Regions from separate parts of the Capra hircus genome. Here region 1 is linked to region 2. Evidence: chromatin contacts called from public Hi-C data. All regions are on one chromosome and are shown on one strand. The core of a region is the stretch at or near the end of the contact, and the rest is flanking DNA. Distances in the headings are between cores, read along the strand shown. Region 1 has its middle 42 kb from the start of TLR10. Region 2 has its middle 260 kb from the start of TBC1D1.

The links. Hi-C and Micro-C count contacts between places; a contact is called where the count stands out from the background.
Region 1: a contact with region 2 is called in a Hi-C map of blood, with 5 times the contacts expected there. The contact joins two enhancer-like sites. A contact is called at or near these places in 3 of 5 Hi-C or Micro-C datasets (all in blood).

The regions. Positions count from the first base shown.
Region 1 is chr6:58,558,100-58,562,431 of ARS1.2, forward strand. No RefSeq gene overlaps it. Among named protein-coding and RNA genes, the nearest start is that of TLR10, 42 kb to the right of the region's middle. Within about 2 kb of position 1,327, at least 3 of the 5 cell types and tissues checked have an H3K27ac peak or open chromatin away from gene starts, as enhancers often do.
Region 2 is chr6:58,027,952-58,032,112 of ARS1.2, forward strand. No RefSeq gene overlaps it. Among named protein-coding and RNA genes, the nearest start is that of TBC1D1, 260 kb to the left of the region's middle. Within about 2 kb of position 1,525, at least 1 of the 5 cell types and tissues checked has an H3K27ac peak or open chromatin away from gene starts, as enhancers often do.

The DNA.
Region 1 (4,332 bases), core at 77-2,576, 530 kb after region 2:
GTCATTAGACGTGTAAATGTGCCAACGTAGGGGCTCTTCTTTGTTTGCAGATTGGCCTGTGAGCTCTTTGCGGGCAAGACCAAGGTTCTGCTCACAGAGATAGATCCAGGACCCAGCACAGTCCCCAGCTGGATGAGCTCTGTGTGTGGTTATAAATTGAGTTATTGGAACTTTCAGTGGATTAAAAAAGGTCACAACACCTTGGCTCATAGTAAGGCATTCAACCAGTATCTCTTCACGTGGAGTTGGTAAACAAAAAGCACTGAGACACAACAATTTGGACCCAGAGTTTGGGATTCAGAGTCAGATAATCCCAGAATCAAATCCCAGTTTTGCTTGCTTCTTTTTGCATGCCCTGAGCCACTCCTCAGTAAAGGCACTACTTCACAGGATTGCCATGAGATGGCATGAAATCACACATGTGAAATCTACATTAGCGATTACTGGTGCTTGCTCAACATTACCTGGGGCCAGAGGCTGTTCTAGGGCTTTCCACTTGATCCTCATACAATCTGAAAAGGAAGGTGCTTTTTTTTCCCCCACATACTTTATTTACTTGGTTGAAAGCCTTCTATGGTCCATAAAATGTTTTCTGTAGTTGATCTCAACTTTGTTCACACTGATCTCCGTGAGTCAGATACTGTTTTTCTATGCTCAGGACTCTACTCAGGGTCTGCCATTGCCAGTTGTTTTATTTCAAGATCAAGGTTAGCACTTTCATATCAAATCTTATTTTAAATCCTTCTCTGTCAATTCTTTCCAGGATTCTAAACTTTGCATTCCTACATAGAACCAGCATCCTAAATCACCAAGATAAATCCCTTTCCTCCGATATCATGTGATCTAATTCCACCTGCCCCTTCCCGGGACCACTAGGCTCCAGCACCTTGGCTGTGATGCCAACTGGGCACCTCCTGCTCTACCCTCAAGGAAAGTGCCTTTAACCACGCCCACCCCCCCACCATACAGGTGAGGACGCTGTGGAAGAAAAAGGTAAGTCAAGTCCCCAGGGTCATTCAGCTAGTGGTAGTGATTCTGTGAGGCATACACAGCCCATAATCTTAATTAAGGGAGAGCTACAGGTGCCACATGTGGCTAGAAGTACTCAGAAAAGGGATGCCATTATTATTGCTTTCCCGATGGCTCACACGGTAAAGAATCTACCTTTAATGCAGGAGACCCGGGTTCGATCAGTAGGTCAAGAAGATCCCCTGGTGAAGGGAATGGCTACCCACTCCAGTATTCTTGCCTGGAGAATTCCGCAGACCGAGGAGCCTGGCAGGCTACAGTCCATGGGGTCACAAGGAGTAGGACACGACTGAACAACCTGCACAGGTATTATTATTGCAGTCGTCATGTTTGAGGAGCAGAGAACGCGCGTCCCCACAATTGCTCCACAGCAGAGCAGTAACCCCAGGGCCTCCACACTCAGACCTGGGCTGCCCTGGCTGGTTTGCCCGGTTGCCTTCCCCAGGGCCTGTCCTGGGCAGCCACACCCTGCATCCTCACCACACCCTGTGCTATGCTCTCACCACCCCAGAAGTTCTGGCCACACCCTGTCTGCTCCCGGAAGGTAAACAGGGCCACCGGAGAAGGGTGGCATTGTTGTGCCTGCGGTCTTGGCCCTGGAGGCCCAGGGCTCAGGCTTATAAATGCCACAAATCAATAAGCAGTAAAAGTCAGAACAGAGGCCCTCTTGAACTTCAACTGACCTCCGCTCCCAGCCAGTTAGTCATGAGAGCAAATGCTCAGGAACTGATTTCAGGAGAGAAAACTTCCGCGTGGCCTCTAGTTAACTTGAAGGAAGGGGTTTGCAGCCTGGAGGAGGTGAGGGGGCGTTAAGTTCTGAGGGAAAGGCAGGCAGTCTCCCAGTGTCACTCAGAGCAGAAAAAACTGCCCTGGTCCCAGTGAAATGTGCAGTTGTGGATGAGTGCAAGACCCTTTCTTGCCCGGAGCTGTCTGCATGACTAGGTTTCATTACAGCAGCTCAGACTGATTGATGGAGGGCTTCCTGGGCGCCAAGCACTGTGTTTAATCTTTACCTGCCTTAACTCACTGGAGGTGCTCAATGACCCTAGGAGGTGGATTTATTATCTTCATTTCACAAATGAGAAAACCATGGTGCAGATAAAGGGTAAATAAACTGCCCCAGGGTTTCTCAGCCTCTATGAGGCAGATGCTAGAATCTGAACCCAGGCAATCTCCTGGGTTAGACAGTCACCTCCCTGGAGGCTGGCCTCGGGGATTTCTCTCTGTGTTTCCCCTCCTCATTCAATTTGAATCGGAATTCTAATACAAAGATATACACAGAAAAGGATGACTTGGAGGGGCTGTTGAAGGTCCCCGTGAAACCTGCGAGGGCTCCTCAGGGGCAGCTGGGAAATGTGTTGGATGTTGGAGAAACATGCATCCCAGGGCCACCAACTCTGTTGCTGTCCCTAGATGAGAAGCCACCAGTTAAGGTGAGGCCCCTCACCTGATCTTTGCTGCAGATTATTTTGAGGGTGGAGGGGGCATCTGGCTTGGGGATAGACCTCTCAGAGTTATTTCCCCAACATACAACTTCTGCCAAATCTGATCTCCTGGTATTTCTGTTTATGGTGCAGGTTGAAGTTTGGTTTTCTGTAGTTGTTCCTTGGAGCTAATTTCTTGCAAAGGATGTGACAAAGGTCACTAGAGAGAAAACACCTGGGCACAAGTTTCACAAGGGCGAGGCAGCCTGCACAGCATGGTCCCTCACCTTAACAGTCTAAAGTAGTGGGGTAGGACTCACGTGATCAAGGCCACCCTGAGAGCTGGGGCTGAGTGTGGTAAGAAAAAACCCTGCCTCAAGTGTCTTTGTGGCTTATCTGCTTGGGGTTTCTGCAGGTTTACTGGGTTTGTGGTTATCCATGCCCCTGGAGGAGAAAATGGCAACCCACTCTAGTATTCTTACCTGGAGAGTCCCATGGACAGAGGAGACTGGTGGGCTATAGTCCATAGGGTCGCAAAGAGTCAGACACAACTGAGTGACTAAACACACACACAGGGCTGTTGGTGGCTCAGTGGTAAAGACTCCGCCTCCCAGATGAAAGGATAAGGAAGTTGTGATACATATACACAATGGAATATTACTCAGCTATAGAAAAGAATGCATTTGAGTCAGTTCTAATGAAATGGATGAAACTGGAGCCTATAATGCAGATTGAAGTAAGTCAGAGAGAGAAACACCAATATAGTATATTAAAGCATATATATGGGATTTAGAAAGACAGTAACAACAGCCCTATATGCAAGACAGCAATAGAGACACAGATGTAAAAGAACAGACTTTTGGACTATGTGGGAGAAGGGGAAGGTGGGATGATTTGCGAGAACAGCGTTGGAACATGTATATTACCATATGTAAAATAGGTGATCAGTGCAAATTCGATGTATGAAGCGGGGCACTCAAAGCCAATGCTCTGGGACAACCCACACGGATGGGGTGGGGAGAGAGGTGAGAGGGGTGTTCGGGATGGGGGGACGCATGTACACTATGGGTGATTCATGTCAATATGTGGCAAAACCCACCACAATATTGTAAAGAAATCACCCTCCACTTAAATTAACTTTAAAAAAGAATCTGCCTGCCAATGCAGAAGACATGGGTTTGATCCCTGGGTGGGGAAGGTCCAGGGTCACTCAGGTAGTGGTGTCAGACAGTCACCTTCCTGGAGGCTGGCCTGGGGGATTTCTGTGTGTTTTCTCTCTCATTCAATTTGGAATCAGATTTCTAATATCAAAGTATACACAGAAAATGGATGGCTTGGCAGAGCTGAGGGTCCCCCTGAAACCTGCAAGGGCTTCTCCGGGCACTGGATGTTGGAGAAACGTGCATCCCCAGGGCCATGAGCCCTGTCGCTGTCCCTAGACTGAGGAGCCTCCAGTATTCTTCCCTGGGAAATCCCCATGGACAGCGGAGCCTGGTGGCCACAGTCCCTGGGGTCACTAAGAGTCAGACTCGACTCAAGGACTAAACAACAACAGTAATGCCCATTGCAGGTCCTCCAAGAAATACACTGGATCATTCCCTTGATTACTTCCACGTATTGGGTCATTGCCTTGATCAATGCACCAAGAACACTTCAAGAATGATACACAACATTGAAGATCAGGGCGTCTACTGAAGGGTCATGCGTTGTGGTTCTCAATAGGGGAGGCATCAGGCTTTAAGAGGGAACCCAGAATATGTGGACTATGGGCGCCCCCTGCTGGAAAGGGAAAGCTAGAAATCTGGAACCTTGAGTTCAGAGCCTGAGGTCTCCTGGGGGCTCTTGGAGCACCTCTGATCCCCTCGGCTAGATGGCTCAT
Region 2 (4,161 bases), core at 275-2,774:
GCCTGGCATGCTGCAGTCCATGGGGCTGCAAACAGTTGGACATGACTGAGTGACTGAACTGAACTGACCTACTTGATAATCGAACGTAAGCACATGGACCCCAAGCCTACAAGTGCCTAAGAAGTGACAACGTTAATCCCTGTGACACTGCTTCATTACCATACCATCAACCAGTCAGAACTGTGCACGAGCTGACTGCATACCCTGGGTCTCTCCTCCCTCGGCTGGCCTTTAAAAAATGCTTGGCTGAAACCCACTGGGGAGTTGGGTGTTTTCAGCACTAGCTGTCCTGAATTCCTTGCTTGGTCTCCTATAACAAAAGTTGCGCTTTCCTTCACCACAACCTGGTGTCAGTAGACTGGCTTTACGGTGCATAGACAAGTGGATTCCACTTTGGTTTAGTAATAAATTAAGCCACTCAATTGCTATAGGATTCCCCATCGGGGCCCAAGTATGGGGGGCACTTCCCCAGATTGGTGCACCACCCCCTGCCAACCCCTGACACCCAATCCCACCATTTTAAAAATATTTATTTATTTGGCTGCACTGAGTCTCAGTTGCAGTACCTGGAATCTTTTATCTTCATTGTGGCATGTAGGATCAAACCCAGGCCCTCTGCATTGACATCAAGGAGTCTTAGCCACGGGACCACCAGGGAAGTTCCAATCCCACCGTTCTAATAGCACTCCTTCTTCCTTCTAGGGACTCTCCTGCCATGGACTGTTTTTTTCAAGTATGTGGTGGTGGAAGATTGTTGGCTGCTTGGAAACTGAGGGGGCCAGATTCTCTGGGAACTTTGAGCAATGGCTGCGAGGTTGGGGGAACCATCCTTCATGGGACCTGGGTGGTATAGGACTACACAGGCCTGCTCTGAGTTTTGCAGGGTTTCTTCTATTTTTCCACCCTGGACTTCTGACCCCCATGTATTCCAATGTGCCATAAAGTCTTTGAGCAATTCCCAGCTCCTTCGTTTCTTAAGATAGTTTGCAAACAAAATTGCAAGAGGGATTTCACTGATAATCTTTGTCTTCACTGATAGGCTTAAGATTATTTGGTAAATTTCCAAATAGCCATTTAGGAGCAGCAGAGAGATGTTGTACAGTCAAGGTCAGTATTTTTCAATTTGAAATATGGAGACTGAAGTCATTGGAGAAGGTGAGAGTGACTGTTTCTGAAATGATGATTAGGATCAAGTGTTTGGCACTGGAAAAGCTGGAGAGAAGGGAGTTGAAGGTTGGATCCATGGCTAAATATGGTGCCAACATCGAGTTTTACAGTCGCTGATGCATTTTTCTCATCAGCAAAGAATGTACGTTGGCAGATTTCTCTCTGGCCCTCGTAACATGGTTATTGCTCTGCGGCTTCTTCAAATGCAGTGATGAATCTGGGTCATTTTCCCAATTTTGAAATTGTGGATGTGGCCATGGCTGTTTCCAGATGGAAAATAGTGGAACCCTGGACAGAGTTGAAAAGTTATCAGCCATGATTTCTCTGATCCAACTGAATTAAGAAAGCAGGTCCTTGGGGTTTTCCACATTCATGAAAGGAATCAGGCTTTCATTCTACACTATGTATGATCTTCTCCAACAAGAATGCATATTCATTGTTTTCATTACACCAGAAAATATTCCTATTGTGTTTTATGTTTTGTTTTTTTTTTTATCTTTGAATCATTTTTGCTGGAAAAGACTCTTGAGAGTCCTTTGGACAGCATGATCAAACCAGTCAATCCTAAAGGAAATCAACCCTGAATATTCATTGGAAGGACTGATGCTGAAGCTCCAAAACTTTGGCCATCTGATGTGAACAGCCGACTCACTGGAAAAGACCCCGATACTGGGAAAGACTGAGGGAAGGGGGAGAAGGAGGTGACAAAGGATGAGATAGTTGGATGGCATCACTGACTCAATGGACATGAGTTTGAACAAGCTCCAGGAGACAGTGAAGGACAGGGAAGCCTGGCATGCTGCAGTCCATGGGGTTGCAAATAGTGGGACACAACTTAGCAACTAAGCAACAACAATAATACCATGAAAATAATGATTGCTTCATAAGCCGACATTAGTAGTATAATTTCTGTTGGAGTCATTAGCCTCCTTCTTCTTCATCTTTTGCTAAACTCACTGAAGAAAAAAAGACAAAGGAGAAAGGCAGATGGAGACCAAACTATCATCTTTCTGACTGACAAAGCTGACATGGGAGAAGGCAGAATAGATCTGCGGGGCCAAATATTGGCAGGACTGCCCATCTGGCCACAGGCAGAGCTGGACCACCGCTGGCCTCTGCATAGGGTAAGGGTGAGAGAAGATTTCCATCTCTGCTTCCCGTGGGATGGAAAGCCATCCAGAGCATGTCTTTTCTGCTATTTCCTAAAAGGAAGAAGAGTTAGGTAGGGGCCAGGCCCTCAGGCTCAGTTTCTCCCTGCAGGCTCACCAATCAGGGAAGTCACTCCACCTCCTGGGGAGGAGTGAGTGAGGGCTACAGGAGGGCCGTTGTGCTAAGGGGGCACCCACCACAGGGACAGGAGCACCTTGTCTCCAACAGTCTTCAATGCTAAAGGCTATTACAGTGGGCATTTTCTACTCATCATCTTCGGTTTCTATTCCTCTCCCCTCTGCACTGCCCCTTGATCACCTTAACTTGAGCAAGAGAGAAACACTCTATTGAAAACAGAGCACTGAACTGGGTGTCAGGAGCCCTGGATCCTGGCTGGGAGCATGGGTGAGGCACATCGGCTCTCCAGGGCTGGATTTCCTGCAGTCTTTGTTCGTCCGCAGTCTGAGGTGTAGGAGATGTTGCCCTTTGTTAGGCAAGTCCTCTGATCTGGGTCCTATGACTCTCCTGGGAACCTTGCCTCTTCTCCATATTCAACTTCTTTTTTCTCAATTTGGTTCCTTCTGTTGGCTTTTTGACGTAAGGTCTTTCCTGCTTAAACACAACATCCTCCATTGTCTTACCCTCTTCCAGTAGCTTCCCTATCTCTGTACCTTCTTCTTTGTAGGAGAACGTTTTAATATGTTGTTAGAATATACCACCTCCCCTCATCCACCCTTCAAAGCAGCCTGGCTTTTGACTGTCATAAGTGGCCAGGGCTCATCACACAGCTCAACCCAGTGGACACTTCTGTCCTGTTGTATTTGATTTCTCAGCACAAACTGACACTGTTGACCATCGCTGCTTTTCAGAAATCTCATTTCTCTTTGTTTTCCTGACACAATACTTTCTGGGTTATCTGCCTTTGAAGGCTTATTTTCTTCTCATCAACTGGGTCCTGGAATTCTATAATCCTTCACTAGTTTTCCCTCTATTGTTTCACTGTGAAAGAATGATTAGGCAATTTATTTATTCATTCAGTTCATTTTTATGAGCAACTATTAAGTGGTTAGCACTATCCTAAGTATGGAGAATTCAACAGTGGGAAAAACCCCCAATTCTCTGCTTTGATGAAGCTTACATCATATTAGACAAGAGAGTCAGTAAATAAATAAGTGAATAAATATATATCAACCATTATAAGTCCTATGTAAAAAAAAAAACAAATTGGGAAGAGGGAGTAAGTGCCTCTGTGTGTGTGTGTGTATAGAAGAGTCAAGGAGGGTAGACTTTTGAAAGAAATGAGCCAAGAATTTTGGTATAAGAGTAATAAATTTGGTATCTATCTGGCTTCGTAGAATCAATGAGCTGGAAAGTATTTCCTCCTCTTCTATTTTTTGAAAAAATTTGAGAAGGAATAGTGTTCATTTTTATTCAACTGTTTAGTAGAATTCATATGTGAATATATCTGGGCCTGGTCTTTTTGTGTTTAGAATTTTTCTGATTACTGATTTAATCTCTTTACTTGTTAGATGTCTGTTGTGGTTTTTTAATTTCTTCTTGAGTTTCTTCAAGCAATTTGTGCATTGTGTTTCTGAGAACCTGCCATTTCATCTAGGTTATCTAATTTGTTGGCATGCAGTTATTCACAGTATTCTAATCCTTTTATTTCTGTAAGGTCAATTGTGGGCTTCCCTGGTGGCTTAGCAGTAAAGAACCTGGCTAAGGTTCATTTCTTATGCAGGAAACATAAGAAATGCAGGTTAAGCCCCTGGGTTGGGAAGATCCCCTAGAGGAGGGTATGGCCACTCACTCCAGTATTCTTGCCCAGAGAATCCCATGGACAGG